Linked DNA regions of Xenopus tropicalis: region 2 is linked to region 1. Evidence: chromatin contacts called from public Hi-C data. All regions are on one chromosome and are shown on one strand. The core of a region is the stretch at or near the end of the contact, and the rest is flanking DNA. Distances in the headings are between cores, read along the strand shown. Region 1 holds the start of irf2bpl (interferon regulatory factor 2 binding protein-like). Region 2 has its middle 13 kb from the start of cipc.

Region 1 (6,568 bases), core at 1,137-3,636:
CTAATGCAAAACTAGTATTACAAATCTACCGGCAATGTACTTAAGTAATTTGTTATATCCTTTCTTGTCACCACAACTCCATGATCTGCCCCTTTACGTTATTAGCTCACCCCTTTAACAGTTAGGCCACTGAAATACCATCTGGGTGGCAACCCTAAGTGAAACACATAAAAATGTAAAAAATACATGTACAAATACCTGTGGATAAATAAACCTAATTGCATGTGACATTCTTACTGAGGTAAACACTTCAATCAGCATACTTGTCTCTTCTTGATAGCAGCTGCAGCATTGCCCTATCCCCTCCAGACCAACAATATTTTATATTGATGCCATGAGCTTTTTAAGTGAGCAAGTTGCAAAGCAATTCAGCTTCGATAATAAGCTTTTGTGCATCTGAGTTGAACAAAGTATACTTTTAAGTAAAATCACAATGTTGCAGTAGCCAGACATGCCAACCCAGCCATTTTATATTCAAGTGCATCTTGCCCACTCACTCAGTGTCTGACTGGCCCACCAGAATACCTGGAAAACTCCTGGTTGGCCCACGTGTCAGTGGGCCCTCTGGCTTCTAACTATTTGGCCAGTTGCATGGTCATTCCCTATTTCTGTATGGGAAAAAGAGAAGGAAGGATAGAGAAAAAAGACTTGAATAAAGTGGTTGTGGGAAGAGAGTTGGAATAATAGTTTAGAAAGTGAGCCTATGGTCCAAGGCCCAGAAATGGTGGGCCCCTGGCATCTCAGTCCGACACTGCACTCACTGTTATACCCCAACCACTCTTTCAATTGTGCTCCCACTTTGCTTGTTTGTAAGGTGTTCATGTATTTTGAGGTTCATCTTTCAATGCTTTTCAGAGGTGGGGTTGCAGGGGAAGCTGCTGATTGGTGACATTATGGAGCAGATTGCTTATGTCACGAGGTAGGGACTGGGAGGTTCTGTGGCAATCAGGGGGTGGGGAAGTGGGAGGATTGGTGCATCATCAGGGACTGAAAGCTGTGGGAGAGGTGCTGGAAGGTTTAAGGGAGGTGACAGACGGGGAGATTAGTCGCCCCACGACAAATCTTTGGTGCTGCAGGCGACTAATCTCCTCACAATGCCATCCCACCAGCAAGAAAATTAATTTGCCCATGGGATGACATATGTGGTGCAGCGATTTCCGGAAGTTGCCCAAAGTTTTCGCTTAAGGCAACTTCAGGCGGCTTCCGGAAATTGCAGCGACGCGTATGCCATCCCACCGGCGATTTACATTCTAGCCGGTGGGATAGCATTGCGGGGAGATTAGTTGCCCGCGACAAAGAAGCTGGGCGACTAATCTTCCCGTGTGCCACTGCCCTAAAAGGCAATGTTTAGTTGTGAAATACTCTGGGAAGTAAATTCACTAAATTATTAATTTACCACCAACTACACTGTAATTTGTAATATCGGCCCCAGCTCTAGGTGGTGAAATACCTGCCTAGGTGCAAATCACATTAAGTAGGTGCAGGGGGGGGGGGAATTCCCACAGCAAAAAGCAATTTAAATTGACACATCTGCAATGATGCATTAAAATAACAAAAGGTTCCCTTTATTAATTATTATAAAATTATACTGTTAAAACCATAAGGTAAAAACAGCAGATTACAAGACATCAAAAAAGCAGCATAAAATATTCATCACACAGCAACCAAAAAGACTCTCAAAAGCTTCTGTTTAATTATTTCAGCTTTAAAGGAACAGCCCAAAATAAACGACTGTTTTAAAGTAATTCTTTAGAAACACTTTCATTCTCCGGTGGTCCTGTTCCTTTAAGCTGCCTACTATATTAGCTACTGTTTGGCCCACACGCTTTACAAAATATATATGACTAGACAACGTTATCGCGTCTATAACCCACCTCACCCCTCTCAAACCAAAAACACATACAATACACAGCCTTTATTTATGTGCAGCCACAAAGCAACGATCCTAAAGAATTGTCCATGTAAGCGCTTTTACTAGCACGCGTTCCATTTCAAAGGAGTGTGCCGGCAACTATTAGTCTCACACGTCACCGTTTGCACTGTTTTGTATTTCACTGCGTGTCACCATTTTGTTCAACCTCAGAACAGAATTTTCACACAGCAGCCCGCTGCTAAGCGAGTCACGTGATAGGAACACCACGTGTGCAGAGCGCAGAAGAGCAGAGAGGGCGGGGAAGTTGTGCGGACAGGCCCGGGACTCAACAACATGTTTGTCAGTGGGGGCGGGGGAGTGACGTCAAAGCCAGGTGGCATTCTTGGACTTCGTCATTACGGTGCAGTTTAGAGACGCGCACGCACTCGCGGAATCCCAATCCTGCGTGACAGAGTGTGCGCGTTCGTGTGAGTGCGCGTTCCGGGCGGGCTGCGGCTTGCGGATAGAGCGACAGTCGGAGAGAGCACGCCCGGAGAGGAGAACGGCGGAAAGACAGGCGAAGAGCCCGGAGAAGCGTGCTAACCGGCTTTCTGTGCACCCAGCGTCTCCTAAATAGCATCCGGATCGAGCAGAAAGAGCTATCAATACCCTTCACCGCATGCTCCCCCCACGCTGAGTATTCCTTCCCCTCCCCTGTGTTGAGCCTTCGCTCACCAGCATGTCGGCCGCACAGGTCTCCTCCTCACGCCGCCAGTCGTGTTACCTGTGTGACTTGCCACGGATGCCATGGGCTATGATCTGGGACTTCACTGAGCCAGTTTGTCGCGGCTGTGTCAACTATGAGGGGGCAGATCGAATAGAATTTGTCATTGACACTGCTCGGCAACTGAAACGCAGCCACAGTTTCCAGGATGGTCGTTCACCTGGACCCCAGGGCCCCGGCTCAGGAGCAGCCAACAAACAGCACCCAGCTGTGCAGGCAGCCCTCACAGCAAAAGATACTGCCCAGCTAAACCATTTAGATGGGGCTACTAAGGCAGCAGCTGCCTCTGGGCTGGAGAGATACGGATTGGCCACAGATCGAGGTCGCTTCGAGTACACATTAACTGCTCGGCTTCCCAATGGCCTTAATGGGTTCCCCAAGCCAGGGGAGGATGGCCCCCCAGAGCTGAACAGGCAGAGTCCCAACTCACGCGGCCGAACAGGTCATGGGCTAATCCCACAACTGGTGCCAGGGCAGCTGAGTGTGCCTCCTAATCTTCTACCCCAGACCCTTCTTAATGGACCACCATCAGGCACTCCATCAGGAGCTCCTCATGTTCTGGGAAGGGGTCCTGCAAGTTCCAGTGGCCTAAGTGTTCCACCTACAGCCTCTTCATCTGGTGACCCCAAGCGTCCAGGATCTGTATCTAGTACTGACCAGGAGCGAGAGCTCAAGGAAAAGCAGCGAAACAGTGAGGCTCTTTCTGAACTGACAGAGAGCCTACGTAATAGAGCAGAAGAGTGGGCAGGGAAGCCTAAAGCAGTGAGAGATGCATTGCTCACTCTATCTGCCTGTACACCCTTTGATGTTCGCTTCAAAAAGGACCACAACTTGCTGGGGAGAGTCTTTGCATTTGATGCTGCATCAAAGCCAGGCCTGCTGGATTATGAATTGAAACTGTTTGTTGAATATCCCAGTGGCTTACTTAATGTGTTTAGTTCTGCCTCTGGTGTAGCCAAACAAATGTATCAGGACTGCATGAAGGACTTTGGTCGTGGTCTGTCATCTGGTTTTAAATACCTGGAATATGAGAAAAAGCATGGTTCTGGAGACTGGCGTTTGCTTGGGGACTTGCTTCCAGAATCTGTGCGCTTTTTTAAAGAAATGGTAGGGGCCGATATGTTACCCCAACCCTACCTTGACCCTGGGTGTCCCATGCTGCCCAGCGCACTTGTAAATCTGCCACGGGCACTGGCTGCAGCTGCAGCTGCCTCATCATCAGCTGGTGGCAGTGGGCAGGCCAGAAGTGGTGTAAGGAAACGCAAACCCTCCCCAGAACCAGACTCAGCCGATGGACAAATGTGGATAACTGGGCAGCCTGATGGTATAAAACAACTAAGCATGGCAGCTGCAGGAGGCACACCATCTTCTTCATCTGCAGCCTATGGTGTACCTTCTGTTCCTCCCCCACCGCTAGGCCCTGGCCACCCACAGCGCACAACCCCACCTGAGAGTGCACCTCCAAATGGTCCATCTCCTATGGCAGCACTTCAGTCAGTTACAGACACTCTGGGCACTGCCCACTCCCCCAAGGATGGGCAGACAGGTGGTGTACCACCAGTTCACTCCACCACTTCATCAGCCCGCAGAAATAGCAGCAGCCCAGTTTCACCTGCATCGGTAACAGGACAAAGACGTCTTAACTCCCGCAATGGTGCAGGTTCAGCAGACCTGAGTCTTCAAGTGGCACCTGCTGGGGGTGCCCCTCATCCTGGAATGGACCAAGTGCATCCCCAGAATATTCCTGATTCCCCCATGGCTAACAGTGGCCCTCTGTGCTGCACCATTTGTCATGAGCGTCTAGAGGACACACACTTTGTCCAGTGTCCATCTGTGCCCAGCCACAAATTCTGCTTTCCCTGTTCTCGTGACAGCATTAAAGCCCAAGGGGCAACTGGTGAAGTCTACTGTCCCAGTGGGGAGAAGTGCCCCTTAGTGGGTTCTAATGTACCGTGGGCATTCATGCAAGGGGAAATTGCCACCATCCTGGCAGGGGATGTCAAGGTGAAAAAGGAGAGGGACCCTTAGGAACTCCGGTAAATCATGGTCACCTGTTCTGTGCAAGGGGTCCCCTGCCCCTTTTGTGTATATGTTCAGCTCCCCACCAATAACCTGCAAACCAAAGACAGGTTCTAATGGATGGGGATTTGTGAGAGAAAAGAACCAGAATGTTGCTCTGCAAAATGGAATGTAATGAGGCAAATCTTTCCCTTTATCCCTAACACATTCCCAAAATGCCTCCATGTGGAAACATACTAAAGGAACCTACTGGTTTGCAGATGTAACTTTGAGAGCAGGACACCTACAGTGTGCAGTGAATCGGTTACTGGCATTAGGGAATTGTTTGAAGAGACACCATAAAACTCAATGGTTTTTAATCTTTGGCCTCCAAGGGGTAATGCAGTGACATTTGTAATTATCATGGAAATACAGACATGCCTAAGGAATGAGCACTAGAGCACCCAAGAATACTCCAACCACTTAACCAAATGGCAAGAGGCATGTTGGTGGGTGCAAGTTGCTCTCTCGCACAGCCTTATGCAGAATCGAAGGGTGACTCTTGGGCAGAACAACATTTATAAACTTAGTCTTACTTATACAACAATTTTGTGGTGTTTCTACATTTGGAAACACAGATAATGTATACTTCATTTGAAGGGTGCAACAAATGATTTTTGGTTACAGTGGGATATCTGTCCTTGTATCTTTTTTTTTTTTTTTTTTTTTCTTCCTGTTTATTTTTTGTCTTTTCTGAACAGCTTTTGTGGCAGTGTCCACCCGATAAAGGTTTATAGCACTTAGCAATGCTGCTGGTGTGTCATTTCTGTAAATGCACGCACTTTTTAAGGCCCAGGGGCAAACAGTGACCTTGTTAAGTAAAACATAGAGGAAGAGTCTTGTTTGTGAGAACCTGTGTGTGACAAATTCAGTTTTATTTCCTCTCCCCTTTTTCTGTGCCAGCCCTTCCTGCAGGAGGAAAGATGTTTAATCCCATGTAATTATTAGATTGCAGGTTTCTGCAGGTCTATAGAATGCAGTTGTAATTGTTGTAACCCATTGAATCCTGGCACTAGCTGATCTGTCCCCTGGCTAGTGAAGTTATACTTTTATTTTCCCCTCCTGCACGGATGCTTTGAGCAGTAGAGCAAGTTGCTGTATATACATTTAGGGTGGAATAGGCTTTCTCTTTGTCCAGAATACATTTCTGTAGTATAACAGACCACTGTTATGTGCCTTGGAGCTGATTACATTGTAATAAATCTGATTCATATGACTTTACGAAACAGTCCTGATTTTCTCAGATTTTACTTTAATAGCCTTTTGCAGAGGTACACATGTTTCCTGTATTATCTCCATTTGATGTTCCTTCAGATGTCTCTCCTTTTTCCTCCCTATAGGGCTTGTTTGGTTGTTCTGTCATTGTCCCTTTACTTTCATATATTTCATATTATTTTCCACTCATTTTTTATCTGTCCTTGTTGTTTTAAGTCTAAGGTATTTAGGTTTAGATCTGTTTAGGATCTATAACTCTGCCAGAACTATCTTATGTTTCCTTCCACATTTCTTTGCTTCCATGTCTGAACTCTACTAACATATGTGTTAAACCTAACCAGCTACCTCACAGCTGTTTTTTTAGGATTTGTTGACTGCCCCTGTCTTTCTCCTGAATACTCTTTGCTCTCTCAGATCTTTTTTTTTTTTTTTTTTTTTTTTTTCAAACAAAAGTTTTCTCCCTGGTAGTCTCTCAGATCTACACAACTGTGTTTCTCTGTTCCTTCTGCTCTCTATGCTAGCGGTGTCTTATTGCTGCTGTTTTTTGCACCCTCTTTGCTGTCTTCCCTTGGCACACAATGGCCTTTTCTTGACTCCCATGCCATGTATTTATATTTTTTAAACTTGCCATCAACCTATTTTGTTAGCAGCTTTTGTTC
Region 2 (6,568 bases), core at 1,021-3,520, 36 kb after region 1:
AGGGAGATAAGAAGGAACATTGTGCAAGGAGACTGGGTAGGAAGGGCTGCAAAGAGAGTAAAGGAAAAGTTGAAGCATAGTCTTGGCAAGCAGAGATGAAGGTAAAATATACAGGTTTGGGGTGGTAGCTTGAATGGTGAGAAGAGAGAGGGGAAAATGGGGCCCGATTAGAGAAACTAGCTACAGAAGAAAGGAGAGGGAAGGGGTCACTACATTCATGGAAGTTGTCAGGAAATAAACAGAATATTAAGCCTTCTCCAGGAATAGATCTGCTGACGTCAATAGATTCCACAGTTGTGGCCTCAGTTCGAGGGGAAGGAAGTGAGGGGGGGGGGGAGAAGAGAGAGACAGGGGGTGGAGGCACAGGGGGGAGAAAAGAGCAGCAAGACAGGAGAAGTAACTGGGGGAAAGGAATCGAATCCTGGACTATAGAGAGTGAGGAGAGGCATTTATGACTGGAGGAAAGGAAATATAGTGAGGGAGGAAAGGATTGATTCAACTCATGCTAAATCTGATATGGTTTTTAAAGTACTGGTCAAGTCCTGGAAAAGAAATGTGGAAAGGGTTAAATGTCTGACTGGTGGTGAGGGAATGGCATGCAAATCTAAAGGAGCTAATGAAGCAGTAAGCTAAAGCAGCAATGTTTTCTAAGATAGGTTTTATATATATATATATATATATATATATATATATATATATATATATATAAACCTATGTTAAAGCTGTTTATGAAAGAAAAGATTTATGAGTGCACAGATGAGCCATAAGGCAAAAGCCATTTTTATCCTGCCTTCAGAGACAGTAGCAGTGTGTGACCACATGCTCTTTAAAATAAATATATGTTGTATTTTTGTAACAAGCAGAAACAAAGAGACAGATGCTAAGTTCAAAGGGCTTCTTGTAATATTACTACATTGCAACATTCAGTTCTGCCATTGAAGAAATTGTTCTCTCTGCTTTCTGAAAACAGCTGTTAGGGTGGGTGTGTGGAATGAAGAAAGATTACTGTAAGGCAGGAATGTGACACCATTAGCTTTCTAGCTATTGGAAACTACTGCTCCCAGCAACCCCCAACAGACAAATGTTAAGGATTGGAGACAGTTTCCTGGCAGAGCATAAGGCCTGTGCCACACAGACACACACAGTGGAATTCAGAGCTAAACTGTTTGTGTGTGCAGTTTTGTGCAAATTTCGTTCAGTGTGGCTGCACCCGGGCCGACATAATGGCTCTGGGTGCAGGCACAACAATAAGCTTTTTTGAGTGTAGGGGGGAATTCTCAGCCTGTGTTTATCCACAGGCCAAGAATCTACCCCATGTAGTGCTAAAGTTCTTCTGTCAGCCTCCAATCACACTGTATTTTTGTCAGGACAATTGTGTGCATGTCCCCTTAACCAACTATTTGGCCAAGCAAAAAATGGACCCAAAACTACATATTAATATGCTATTTGGCCATCTACATGTGTAAAGTCTGATTCAGCAGTCGTAGCCAAAGTTGCAGCATGTGTGTGACTGGATAAATTGGTGTGCATAAGAAGAACTTAAAGTTAATAGAGTGCCACTGGGCTGATCTGAGTGCTGTTTATCAATGATTTTGCTGTGTGTGCCAAAATGTATTAGTTATGCCACCATGGACACTACAGACAGTCAGATCAACTTTTAGTCTAAAGGAACCATCCTTTTATTCTGTGTAACAGCAATCCTGTTTCAGTTCTTTCTCAGTTTGCTTATCATGGAAGGCATTATATTGCCACATAGACACTTAAAATAACTGTGCTTCTCTACATCCATGCCAACATTCCCCTTGGGGCCTATGGCACACACAGTAGTCGCTTCAGGGAAGCACTGTAAGTTGTCCAAGATGAACACCTGTGTATTCTCTGGCAAGTCATATGTCATATGGCTTTTGAAAATTGCTTGTAAATTTCTACAGAATGCTTTAATAAGGCAAATTAAGGCATTGTGTATAAATCTATGCAGATATGCAGAAGTTATTAAACTTCTCTGCTTTAGGAGATAAATAGGTAACCATTTATGCAACCTGAAATGTTAATATATAGGAGATCGGCATTAGCCACAAAAAAGCCCAACAAAATGTATTATTTGCCATTAATAATTCCTACTGCTAACGGGCAGCCATTTCTACTTCCCAGAAAGGGCAAAGACTTTAAAGGTCACGATGTTACAGCCAACTCCTCACACCCATCATTAGGAGTGTACCCATCCCCCTCCCAGTCTGCTGGTAACTAAGTCCATGTGTAAGCAGGGCAAAACCTCAGACTGTCACACTCTCAGGCTTCCTCTTCAGCCCCCCCCCCTGCATGATATCACTTACACTCACATCCGCCCCACCCAAAATACCTTTCTGTCCTTCAACCCCCCCCCCCCCCCCCCAAAGGAATGCTGTGCCTGACTTAACCCTTACTCTTCTGGAATTCAGTATTTATGCAGTTTCTGTATTTTAAGTGCATCTTTCTATCTTGGTCTAAAAAAAATAATTGTAATAAATTCTGGCATCCTTTCAAGAAGTGGAATAAAGTATAATGATCTGTGTCAAACAACAATAATGCCAAATTCCCCCTGCCAGAGTAGGGTTACTAAACTGTGATTACTTCTTATTTAATATTATATATGGAATAATGTGTTTGCACCTATAATTTTCATATACTCAACATAAGCTGTTACACAAAGTTTAATAAAGGTTAGAACCAAATGATTACCTAACAATACCAATATTGACCAAATATCGCATTTTGTGAAATTGTACCACATAACTGAATAGTGGGTGAGAAGTGATGTCAGTTTTTAACATGACCAGTGTCCATTAGTGAGTCTAATTTGTGTTATAAGGCTACTGATTTTATGTGTATTGCGCAGAGACTTTTTCCTCTCACATAATCACATAGGTTATCTGAAAACTCTGGCAATTGCCAGAGAGGCCACTGTAGGCTGCCATAGTCAGATAGTTCATTTTAATGGGCCAGTAGAAGGCTATTGGCACCTTTTGTACTTTACATACCTAAGCATGTTTTGCATCTCAGTCCAGACATGCTTGTACTCTTTATTAGAATTTAGATAATATATTTATATTTGTGTATGCCCTCTTTATTGTATGTATGTATAACTTTATTTATAACGTGCTACAAGGGTACACAACGCTGTACAATCTTACAATAAACATAAGTACACACAGGTAGGACAAGTGTTATAATAAATTCAATAAATAAGTACAGGAATGGATCCCTTATCCGGAAACCCGGTATCCAAAAAAGCTGAGTTACGGAAAGCCCGTCTCCCATAGACTTCATTTTAATCAAATAATTCCGAATTTTTTTCTCTGTAGTATTAAAACAGTACCTTGTACTTGATCCCAACTAAGATATGAATAATCCTTATTGGATGCAAAAAAACAGCTTTTTTTTTATTCCTCAGTGATTTTATAAACATTGCAATGTCCACTGAAAATACTACCCAAGATGAATGACATTTCAAATAAAAAAAAAAAAATTCTCATGAAGCCCTTTAGGCCAATGTAAAATATATTCTCCACAGGGATTTTTGTACTAATTTTTAAACAGACAGATTCTTCTCAAATACTGACCATGCCTCATTACACTCTATTTGATGAGCAAATTTTTCACCAGGCATGGATTTGCAGCAAAATTCGGCATTTCATCATTGGCAAATGTTTTTGGCAAAATTTGGTGCGACAAAAAATCGCCAAGTGAGGAAGTTAGTCACAAGATGCCATTCAAATCAATTGCTGGAGGCACATGACGATGGGTGGTATCAGGTGTTTTCTGTGCCAGCCAAGAAAGCTACCTGGACCCTGAGTTGCCTGCCCTGTCTCCAGTGGGCCATTTTCAGAGCTATTTGCAGCTGTTCACGGCAACCCTTAGCTGAAATTCAGCAATGAATGGCTGCTGGCTCCTTTTCATATTGTCAAATATCCATTTGTAGTCTAGTCATCCTAAAAATGACCAGGGCAGTTATTAAGCACTTGGAGCAAATTTTCACTTTTTTTCCTCCTAACACAACTGTGTCCAGTTTAACAAAATTAACACAACTGCGTGTGCATTTTGTCACACATTGCTAGCAATTGCATGAAAGTCCATCTGACATCACTGCGGCGCAAGTGTGCTGCATCTATTGATGCTGGGCACAAATGAACCCGGTAGCTAATGCCTGGTCAGGAGGAGGTGGTAGCTCCAGGGTTTCCCTTTGTCAATAGGCACAGCAGGGCCCAGTTTGGAACAAAATGGGGAAAGAACTGAGTGGCATCAACCATTCTGACAGGGGTCCCCAAACTTTCTTACTCATGGGCCACAGTCAAATGTAAAAAGACTTGGAGAGCAACAGTAGCAGGAAAGCTTTAGGAAGGGGTAATAAGGGATAGAGTACTTGAATACATTGCAGTTCACAATACTATAAGTTTGTGCCAGCATGGTTTTATGCATAACAGATCTTGCCAGACTAATTTAGTTGCCTTTTATGAGGAGGTGAGCAGGAACCTCAATGCTGGAATGGCAGTGGATGTCATCTACTTGGACTTTGCAAAAGCGTTTGATACAGTACCCCACAGAAGGTTAATGATCAAATTAAGAAATATTGACCTAGAACATAATATTTGTAATTAGATAGAGAACTGGCTGAAGGATAGATTACAGAGAGTGGTGGTAAATGGAACATTTTCTAATTGGGCCAGTGTTGTTAGTGGAGTACCGCAGGGGTCAGTCCTTGGTCCTTTGCTTTTTAACTTGTTTATTAATGACCTGGAGGTGGGCATATAAAGTACTGTTTCTATTTTTGCTGACGACACTAAATTGTGTAAGACTATAAGTTCCATGCAGGATGCTGCCGCTTTACAGAGCGATTTGACAAAATTGGAAAACTGGGCAGCAAACTGGAAAATGAGGTTCAATGTGGAAAAGTGCAAATATATGCACTTTGGTAGAAATAATATAAATGCATCTACTAAATGGTAGTTTGTTAGGGGTATCCTTGATGGAGAAGGATCTGGTTTTTTTTGTATATAATAAGTTGTCTAATTCCTAGCAATGTCATTTGGTGGCTACTAAACAAATAAAGTGCTGTCTTATAATGTAATAAAAAGGGCATTGACTCAAGGGATGAAAACATAATTTTACCTCTTTATAGGTCCCTGGTAAGGCCTCACCTTGAGTATGCAGTGCAGTTTTGGGCTCCAGTCCTTAAGAAGGATATTAATGAGCTGGAGAGAGTGCAGAGATGTGCAACTAAACTGGTAAAGGGGATGGGAGATTTAAGCTATGAGGTTAGACTGTCGAGGTTGGGGTTGTTTTCTCTGGAAAAGAGGCGCTTGCGATGGGACATGATTACTCTGTACAAGTACATTAGAGGGGATTATAGGCAGATGGGGGATGTTCTTTTTAAAGCAGCGTAGGTGCTTTTTCACAGTGAGGGCAGTGAGGTTGTGGAATGCTCTTCCTAGTGATGTAATGGCAGATTCTGTTAATGCATTTAAGAGGGGCCTGGATGAGTTCTTGAACAAGCAGAATATCCAAGGCTATTGTGATACTAATATCTACAGTTAGTATTAATGTTTGTATATATAGTTATGTATGTGTTGGTATAGATTGGTAAGTATAGGCTGTGTGTGCTGGGCTTACTTGGAAGGGTTGAACTTGATGGACTCTGGTCTTTCTGTGTAACTATGTAACACAAGCATCATAAAAGTTTATGGGGGTGCTAAATAAGGTTTGTGATTGGCTATTAGGCAGCCTCTATGCACACTATCAGTGTACAGGAGGATTTATTTGGTAGTAAAACTTGCCACCAAGCGAGGAATTCAAAAATAACTGCCTGGTTTATGGGCACTGAGAGCAACATCCAAGGGGTTTCCACTGAGCCACTGGTTGGGGATTACAGCATTATAATATAGAAGTGCAAAAAGTGCATTTTGACACAAGTACATTTAATGAAAGGGGTTTAATGTGCAAGTCACTGTGTGGAAAGGAACCTGTGTTCCCTGTTTAGCTCAAGAAACAACACAAACCACAGATTTTTATAATTAAAACAATAAGCAACAAGTATGTTCAACATAGGCCCTATTTATTAAATTCATGTCTTCTTTCTTTTTTTTTAAAAAAAAGTAAACTATGAGGTGATCACATACTAGGCATCTCCTAGTTCTTTTAATATGAACTGCTTGTGTCACAGACTGCTCACCAACAGAGACATTTAGTGCCTAAAGACATAAGGATCAGAAGATAAGGAGTTAAAATGAGAGATATTTCTAGGCGCAAGTAACCTAGCAACCAAGAGACCCAGAGACATTGGGGACTTGGCCTAATTAATCTTAACGGTGCTATTTCCATGGCAACGGCAACGTGATTCCAAAATCCTTACCTCACACAGTGTGACAGTCAGTCACATGGACACACCTGACGTGCTGCTCAACACAAAAATGACAGCAGCACAGATTACTTAGAACCAGCAGAGCAGATTTATACGAAATACTTTAGATGATGCTGGGATTAGTAATTCAGCATCAGGTGAGCTATCTCTGGGTGAGCACTATAATTTGCATTT

What was found. Hi-C and Micro-C count contacts between places; a contact is called where the count stands out from the background.
Region 2: a Hi-C map of neurula embryo shows a contact between it and region 1, with 2.4 times the contacts expected there. The contact joins the enhancer-like site here to the promoter of irf2bpl in region 1. A contact is called at or near these places in 5 of 5 Hi-C or Micro-C datasets (brain, gastrula embryo, liver and 2 more).

Annotation. Positions count from the first base shown.
Region 1 is chr8:82,571,671-82,578,238 of UCB_Xtro_10.0, forward strand. irf2bpl (interferon regulatory factor 2 binding protein-like) reads left to right here and starts at 2,387. Exons shown (of 1, transcript NM_001130351.1): 1 at 2,387-5,920. The coding sequence starts at 2,592. The coding sequence ends at 4,664.
Region 2 is chr8:82,607,526-82,614,093 of UCB_Xtro_10.0, forward strand. No RefSeq gene overlaps it. Among named protein-coding and RNA genes, the nearest start is that of cipc, 13 kb to the right of the region's middle. Within about 2 kb of position 2,271, at least 6 of the 11 cell types and tissues checked have an H3K27ac peak or open chromatin away from gene starts, as enhancers often do. A contact at or near this core is called in liver and neurula embryo, where this site is marked.